Linked DNA regions of Mus musculus: region 1 is linked to region 2. The links are chromatin contacts, called in public HiChIP or PLAC-seq maps. All regions are on one chromosome and are shown on one strand. Each heading gives the region's core, a stretch centred on a gene start, on an enhancer-like site or on the middle of the called end of the contact. The rest is flanking DNA. Distances are from core to core; before and after follow the strand shown. Region 1 holds the start of Prim2 (DNA primase, p58 subunit). Region 2 overlaps Prim2 (DNA primase, p58 subunit).

The links. HiChIP or PLAC-seq counts read pairs in DNA pulled down with a chosen protein or histone mark.
Region 1: a contact with region 2 is called in an H3K27ac HiChIP or PLAC-seq map of double positive thymocytes, with 5 read pairs. The contact joins the promoter of Prim2 here to the enhancer-like site in region 2. A contact is called at or near these places in 2 of 39 promoter capture datasets (the C10 cell line and pre-B cells), 2 of 484 Hi-C or Micro-C datasets (the G1E-ER4 cell line and nephron progenitors) and 3 of 115 datasets of contacts at active chromatin or transcription factors (double positive thymocytes, effector CD8 T cells and memory CD8 T cells).

The regions. Positions count from the first base shown.
Region 1 is chr1:33,666,762-33,671,149 of GRCm38.p6, forward strand. Prim2 (DNA primase, p58 subunit) reads right to left here and starts at 3,033. Exons shown (of 14, transcript NM_008922.2): 1 at 2,863-3,033; 2 at 2,097-2,259; 3 at 284-387. The coding sequence starts at 2,250. 1700001G17Rik (RIKEN cDNA 1700001G17 gene) reads left to right here and starts at 3,063. Exons shown (of 1, transcript NR_033199.2): 1 at 3,063-3,951.
Region 2 is chr1:33,576,761-33,580,690 of GRCm38.p6, forward strand. All of the region lies in intron 7 of Prim2 (DNA primase, p58 subunit), which reads right to left. Among named protein-coding and RNA genes, the nearest start is that of Prim2, 91 kb to the right of the region's middle. Within about 2 kb of position 1,976, at least 85 of the 459 cell types and tissues checked have an H3K27ac peak or open chromatin away from gene starts, as enhancers often do. A contact at or near this core is called in the G1E-ER4 cell line, double positive thymocytes, effector CD8 T cells and 2 more, where this site is marked.

The sequences.
Region 1 (4,388 bases), core at 1,783-4,282, 91 kb after region 2:
TGCGCAGAAGGCAAGGTCTCTCCAAGAACCTGCACAATATACAGGAGTCCTGCAATGAGGAATTAACAGGCCAGGCGGAGAGCAGGCCTGAGGGTGGGAAACTGCTGTACTACAATCATCTAACTACATGTCAATCATCTAACTACATGTCAATCATCTAACTACATGTCAATCAGCTCAGCAGAATGTTTATCTTTATAAAAGCCTCTCCCCATAACTCAGCAATATAAACGCACACAGACTGAAGGGAGCGCTCTCCCGCCGCCGACTTCCCGTTACTTACTCTGTAGGAAAACTTGAGCTTTCGAATCTCGGCCTCCAATTTACTCTGGTATTGTTCGGTTCCTTTCACATAGCTCACACCGAGGTTCTCAATTGCTTTAAGCACTAGGGGGAAAAGATTAAAAGGAAGAAAAGTTTAAATCCAAGACAAAAGATAAATAAATCAAAGATAAAAACCTACAGAAAGCAATTCTCTAATTATTTTTTCTTAGAACATCTGACAGTATTAACAACTTTGTTTCCGCAGGTACATCACGTGAACTGTGCTTGGAAACTGATAAACTGCACCAATGTGCAGAAAATGCATGATATTCTAATCCCAGAGATGCTCAACAAGGGAAGGGAAGGGAAGGGAAGGGAACGGAAGGGAAGGGAAGGGAAGGGAAGGGAAAGGACAAATGGTGGATGATCTTTCCTGATGTACCAAGCCACCAAATGCTGAGAAGTGAAAAAGCCTGCCTGTCAGTGTGAAGACAAGGTTTGCAGTCTGGAGCTACCTTGACTGAGTACATCATAAGATAAAAAGGAGGAGGAAGAGGAGGAGGAGGAGGAGGCAGAGAGAGAGAGAGAGAGAGAGAGAGAGCCTTCCTTTCCTGATGACTACCCAGCAGTGAGAGGCACCGGGTCATCAGAAGGAGCCATCCTGAATAGAAGTCACGAATATTCAAAGGTTCCTAATGCCAGGTGCAAGCCTTCCTCACAGAAATCCCTTCAAGGAATGATGCTTCAACACCAGAAATGAATCTTCTGCACTGCCACCTAAGAACACGACCATGTTCCACATGCATCTCCACTTCCCATGCCTTCTTGCCGTACCGGCTCCCTCAGTCCTGACCTCCAACCACTCTTCATGACACCTACTTGGCATCTCTCAAGCCCTTCACTAGCACCACCACTGTTTAGGGGTCCTTGCGGTTCCATCTGACACGACGAAGCCAAGGGTTTCAACCACTAGGAAACATGTGACACTGCTAAGCCTCCTGTGCCCTTCCCCCCCTCTTGCCTTCACTACATTGGACAGTAATAAGTGCTTTCTCCTGCGTTGACAGCTCTTATCTTGCTGCTCTAAGAAAAATGAACAGTGTTTTCCCATCTCCTGATTACTCCAGCAAGAATATTCTGGAACATAAACTCTAAGAGGGCTTGTATTTGTCTCAGTTCATAGCTAGCTCCTTCATTTCTTCTCTCACACACAAAGGATAAGAGGCCTCCAGTTCAGTGGCTGCATCCTTCTCACACCTCGGTCCTGCGCATTATAATATGCCTTCAAATGTCCACACGTCTCCACTCTCCCTCAACTACTCACACCGGAAGCATAGCTCTCTTTCACAGCCGCAAGCCTTTGTAGAGACCATTATCACAGTTTGGAAAAGCCCTTCACTGCTTCTGCTGGGAAATCCCTACTGTCTGCTCATTTCTTCAGAAACCAGACCAAATTCCAACTTCTCTAGGAAACCTTCCTTAAGTAGACTAAGCTAGTTATTCTCACTTTTACACTCCAGGGGCATTAATATTTACTTCTATCAAAGCAGAAAGTAATCTGATGTATGATTTTAACTCTACACGTCTGTCTCCACATAGCAAATACAGTTTCAACATAGACCTTAATTGCATTACTCATTACAAAGTCCCTGCCACCTGGAAGCAGAGTACTCAATGTGCATACTACAGTGAAGAAGTGAATGACAAACCTTCAACAGCAAATCACCAACGGATGTTGAATGGGCTGCTGAACAAAGAGGAACTGCCTTTATTCATCGTGTGATAACTGCACTTCTCAAGGACACAAACATTGGACTTTAAATGCCACTTACATTTAACTCTGTCAAAAGCCAAGTTTTCAAACTCCGTCAACGATATGTTTTCAGTAGGCGGCTGCAGGTAAAACTGAAGGCTGTGAGGGTAACTAGCATTTCTCTGGTCACCCGCCAATCGCAGCTTCTTCCGGATCCTTCCTGAGAACTGCATCTTGACCACCTTTTGAAAGCAGTGAAATAAATTATATAAATATATATTTATATTATATATTATATAAATTATATATATATGTTATATAGTATATATTGCAATATATAGTGCTTAGGTGGCAACGCAATATATATGTTAAAATGACGGAAAAAGGCTGAGTCAATAGAGTAAATATTTATGGAAACACAAAATATTGGATGCACAGACTTTTTTAAAGGGATTATTCCTAGACCCTGCTGTGTTGTCTAGATTTTCTATACACATCTGTAATAACAGGGGCGAATGTGGGAAGGGCTCAAACTGGGGTATATGTAGACGGTGGCCCTTGTAAGCCAAAGAGTGATCACTAAGTGTTGCTGCCTGCCACCCTCAGGCATGTGCGAACCCAAGACAAGATGAGGTTTGAGGGGAGGGGGGTGTTAAATTCCTGAAATCAAGGTAAAGCAAAGTAGATTCTACCTAGATGAGAGGCTTACTTCTCGTACTTCTAACTCTGGAATCCAGCCTTTCCAGAATAGTCAAAAGTGCCTTAACTTCCCTTCCGGCCCCAGCGCCTTCCCGGGCCGCCCTCCCCGCCATCCCACCCGGAGCCTCCCTCCGACCCGACACCACCTGTCACTCGGTCCCACCAGGTCAGCTCACAAGCTTCCAACTCCACGGCTTCTCTCCGTCCCAAATAAAGCCGCAGTAGATTGTTTAACCAGCCAGCAGCCAGGCTGAAAGAAACACCCGCGCTGACAGCCGCTCTCTCCCAGTGGCGGGAGAGTTCATTTGGAACGGGAAGCGGAAGTGATGCGCAGAGGTCCCACCCCCTGGCGCCCCGCCCACCGCGGTGTGGCGCGGTAGCGACTGAAGGTAGTGCGCGTCTGGAGCGTTTTGCACGCCGACCGACTTTTTGATGCTGGTTTTGTTTTTTGTTTTGTTGACGGATGTGAGTTCTTTTGAGACCATGTCTCGCACCGAAGCCCAGGCTAACTTGGAATTGGTGGCGATCCTCCTGCCTCAACCTCCCACAAGTGCTGGGCTTAGGCTGAGCCGCAACACCCGCCCTAAGATATCTTGAATGCAAGTGATGGAGATTTTGTTGGGTTTTTTGTTTTTGTTTTCCAGAACCCCAGGTGCCCTCTCTGCGCGGAGACGCCTTTGGGCTTGGGGCTGCAGTGCAAACGGCAAACATTCCCGCGCTGCAGCCAGAGTCAGGGTAACTGAGGCTCCGGAAGCTTGCGGGCGCTTTACCGGGGGTGGCCTCCCCTCTGTCATTCCAGGAGGTGGGAAGGAGCCGCCGTGTCCGCTTTGCCCACGACACAAGGACTGTCCCTCCTCGTTGTTAGCAACGCTGCCTTCATCTTCCGGACGAGAAAAGAGCTGTAAGAATGACGTCGGTTTGCTCGTCCCCGCGCGATGCTCGCCAGGGAACACGCGAGCGAGCATAGACTTCGGGGAGCGGAGGAACCTGCAGGACTTAGCAAAAAGCGCTCCGGGACCACAGCGAGGCCAGCTAGGTGGCGTCCTAAGAGCCTGGACGGCCGCTGCGGTCTACAGTGTGTTCGAGGCGGCGTGTCCCCCTACAAAAGCCACCCACAAGCTCTGGGATGGGGCTGGGAGTGGTCGGGTTTAGAAATGCATAGTATATCCTAGTACTTTGAAGCCTCAAAGTACCCACCTAAGATAGACTAAATCGGCGGCTGTCCCTTGAAACGGAACCTGTTTATCTGTCAATTTTTATTCTCAAGCCACACAAAACAGACTCTAGTTAATTAGCCCCAATTTACACATAAAAGAACGGTGACTTCCAAAGGATTCCTGACAGGGGACTCCATTCTGCCAACCTCACTGGCCTGATTTCTTTCGTATGACAGTAGGGTACTCACTTCTCCTCTGTGGCCTATATACAATTATCATCACCAAATCCATAGACACTCCTAAAATATATTAACTGCCTTGTGTGTGTGTGTGGGGGGGGGGGGGGGCTGAAGCACAGAAGGAGAGATACCGTGATTAGAATGAGGACACCATGGAAATTTAAGTGAAATCACAAAGAATAAAAAGAAAACAAAACTAAATATCTGAATATATAAAAACATAAAGCTGGGCGTGGTGGCGCACGCCTATAATCCCACCACTTGAGAGGCTGAGGC
Region 2 (3,930 bases), core at 726-3,225:
TAATATATATATATATATATTACATATATATATTACATATATTATATATAAATATAAATTATTAGGTATTTTCCTCATTTACATTTCCAATGCTATACCAAAAGTCCCCATACCCTCCCCCCCACTCCCCTATCCACCCACTCCCACTTTTTGGCCCTGGCATTCCTCTGTACTGGGCATATAAAGTTTGCAAGTCCAGTGGGCCTCTCTTTCCAGTGATGGCCGACTAGGCCATCTTTTGATACATATGCAGCTAGAGTCAAGAGCTCCGGGGTACTGGTTAGTTCATAATGTTGTTCCACCTATAGGGTTGCAGATCCCTTTAGTTCCTTGGGTACTTTCTCTAGCTCCTCCATTGGGGGCCCTGTGATCCATCCAATAGCTGACTGTGAGCATCCACTTCTGTGTTTGCTAGGCCCCGGATATGCTGTATTTTTAAACGTACATAGTTACCAGCTAATGCTATCTTAGACAACTGGTGCTAGAAACACCAACCATCACTTTAAATGGATGGCTATAAATGAGGTAACCGATTATATCTGTTAGTGTACACTAAAATAGTAGAAATGTATATTATTTACTCTGGACAAGACCTTGACTAACTGTTTATTCTGAATCAAGGGCAGCATCCCCTACTATGTTCATACCTTGCATACAAAACAGTTTGGTTCTCCAAAAATCAATAAGTCAAATATTTGACTGATCTGTATGCTCTAATTAAAGAATTCACATCATAAGGTCACAATGTTCTACCTGCTTCTTCAAGATATCCACATTAACAGTCGATATCAGAGACTGGATTTTCCTAGGCTTAAATGTCACTATCTGTTCTCATTGTAAAAGTGACAAAACCATAAATGTGATTCAATAGTGTTTTTACAAAGAAGATGGTAAAATGTGCCTGCTGTGAAAATACCAATAGTTCACCTTGCATGACACTTCTCATTTCAAAGTCTCCACTTTGGAAGGCTGGAAAGGAATGTGCCAGAAGTACAGTGCTCTGCAGAAACCGCTTCCAGAGGGAAACTCGGGCTAGTGGCTCTTCACTTGGGAGGAGAAGCAGTTAAACAGGCTCTTTGTAAAAAGTACGAACTGCCAGCAATAAACACACACCATAATAATCACAAAACTGCTGATACTGAAATCACTGCCTGACTAGCCAGTGTCTCTCCATGAGGCACTTGCCTCAAAACTACCCCACCTCTGCTTCAGGGCTTACAAATACTGTGATAAACCTAGCGTGAAACCCTGAAGTTCAGAATGAAGCAAGTAACCCTGGGAGAAGACTAAGTGCTGTTTCAGACCAGGAGCTTTTACTTTGAATGTACTTGAGGAAAAAAATCCTTTTCACAAAAGCAACCCCGTAATTCTATTGTAATGCTTGTTTTGCAAAGCTAGAGCTCAAACCCAGGAGGTATGATTGCTAGGCAAAGGATTTCCCACTGAGCTATATTCCCAACTATGCCATACACAGTTTTTAGCCAATGTGCCCTATGTGTCTTATTTGGGGTTCTGAGTTCTGAGTTGTGACAAGTATCACAAGAAAATACTTGCTATAAAAAAGAAAAAGAAAATGTACTTACAAGATATTCAAAAGGAATGGTAAAAAAAAAATCAGGACACTTCCAACAAAACCCAGTTCTGAATTAACTCACCTAAATGTCCCAATGCCCCCAGGACGCATACTACTACTTATTTCCTGCTATTCACCCTCGAGGTCACTGCTTCTGAGCAGACTCTACAGTACAAGATTTTTCCTAGGCACTTAGATTCACAGTAACCAAAATAAGAGGTAAAAATCCCAAAAAACATGGTCCCATTGCTAGTGTGCTGGCACAAAGCAGTTAACAACGGGCTGCACAGCTCTAAACAACAAATGCTCACACGCTTTTGGTCTTTCCCTATAACGTTCCCAACTGTAGAGCCGTCTCAGTGATGGGGCACACAGGGTGCATGGGTACAAACAGCAGTAAAGTTACTAACCTCAACTTCCTCACATGAAAAACAAGCTTAACAGTTCCTGAAGTGACAGAGGACAAGCCTAGGGTCACGTCATCCAACTGTCGTCAGGACACCTGCTTCACTGTCTTCCCTCAACAAGCTGGGGCCACCTAACTAATAAACATGGGCTCAACAGGATGCTAACAGTAAAAGCACTGGCCACAGTCCTGGGATTGGCTGGCTGATTCAACTGCAGTCAGAAAATAAACATGCAGGGCACAGGCCCTTCTACACAGGCATCAGACTCCAACCCACCATGACCTAGTGGTAACACCCAGTCTGAATGGAATAACAGGCAGCTCCTGAACCAACAAGCAGAATACGCTTTGCCTGTGACCTGTCCTTACATCCCTTCCACAGGAGTCTCTCTCCCTGAGCAAATTAAGACCCCAAGTTAGCCAACAACCTTTGTTTTCTGGGAACTTGGGAAAATGCAATCATGAATTCCACTCGATAATCTTCCCCTGTTTGGCTCAGTTCCATTCTCGGAGTTTCCACTGGCATAATAGCATCAAGGACCAAGAAACCTAGTGCTAATATATATGCACCTTCAAGGATTCTATTAAAAATTAAATTAATCAACACAAAACAGTACTTAATAATGTACAAGGAATACACTAATTACTCAAAAACTGGAGTTGTGATGGTTTAAAGGTGCTGTGCACAGAGATAGGGCAAAGCAGTGCTTGGCACACCGGGCTCCCTTGTGGTTATTCAGAGTTCAGGAACCTGGTAAGAAAGGAGTTAGTATTATTTTTCTTGTTTCTGGTGTTCTGAAGATCAACAGCCTTTTATCAAGGAGGATAAAACAGTAGTGAGAAAAGACAGCATTGATTCAAAGGTTTTAGGACAAAGCAAAAGTCAAAACCTTAGATCCAAATGGACAGTACTGGAAATGTTGACAGATAAATTATTCTCAAAGACTACCGAACAGCTTTCTTCGTACTCTTAATTTTCAGGAAGATTTCTGCTACATTAAGACTTTTACACTTGCATAGGTTTTGTATTAATCATTTACCTCTTATTCTTTCAAACTGGTCAGAAACCATCCACCACTCTGAAATGTTTTGATTTAGCTTGACAATTGGAAGTCGTCATATCTGTCACCATCCTGAAGATAATGGACATGGAACAGCCATGTGTCGAGCTTTATTCTCACTACCTCACTCAACCATGCCTGTCACTGTCCCTAGTAAGCAGAAGAGACAGCAGTTTGCAGAGCCTGCCTAGCAAGAGTATCCAACACTCAGACACACATGTCCCTGAAGCCAAGTTCTGACCATGCTATCTTTTGCTATGAGCAGCATTTTTTAATCCTTAAACATGAATTCTCCAAGAGTCTCCTCTTACTTCCTAGCCAGTATGCTTTGTGGACTGACTGTGATAGCTTTGGTTTATACAGCATTCCAGAAGCAGCTAACTAACTCAGTGCAGTGGAAGGCACCAGCCAGCACTGACGGCCTCTGAAGCTCCGCAGTATTTTATACACAGACTCTGTTTGGAGGTGCTTGAAGGAACAAGAATTGCCTGTAGTCTTAGGAAAAGTGCACATCCTCAAACCTGTCCAGAGTTGACTGTGATCAATAAAGCCATCGGTCAGCACACTCACTCGCTGGCCAGCATCAAAGGCTTGCTGGCCACCCAGGTAGCTGCCCCTCCTTTCAAAGCTAGATCACCACAAGGCTTTCTCTCCCTTTGCCCTACTTCTCCCCAGTCGTAACTAAACCCTGGGCTTTCCTTCTCTTTCATGCATCATGCCATTCATAAATACAGACTTATATTAGCTGTCTGAGATATGAAGGGCTTGTAGTTTCCTGTCTAATCCCCATACAACAAGGTACATCTTTCTTATCTGTGTCATTAATCAATAAAGGTAGCTGATGAGAGAGTCAATCAATACGATACACCATTCAGTTAAGCTGGAACATT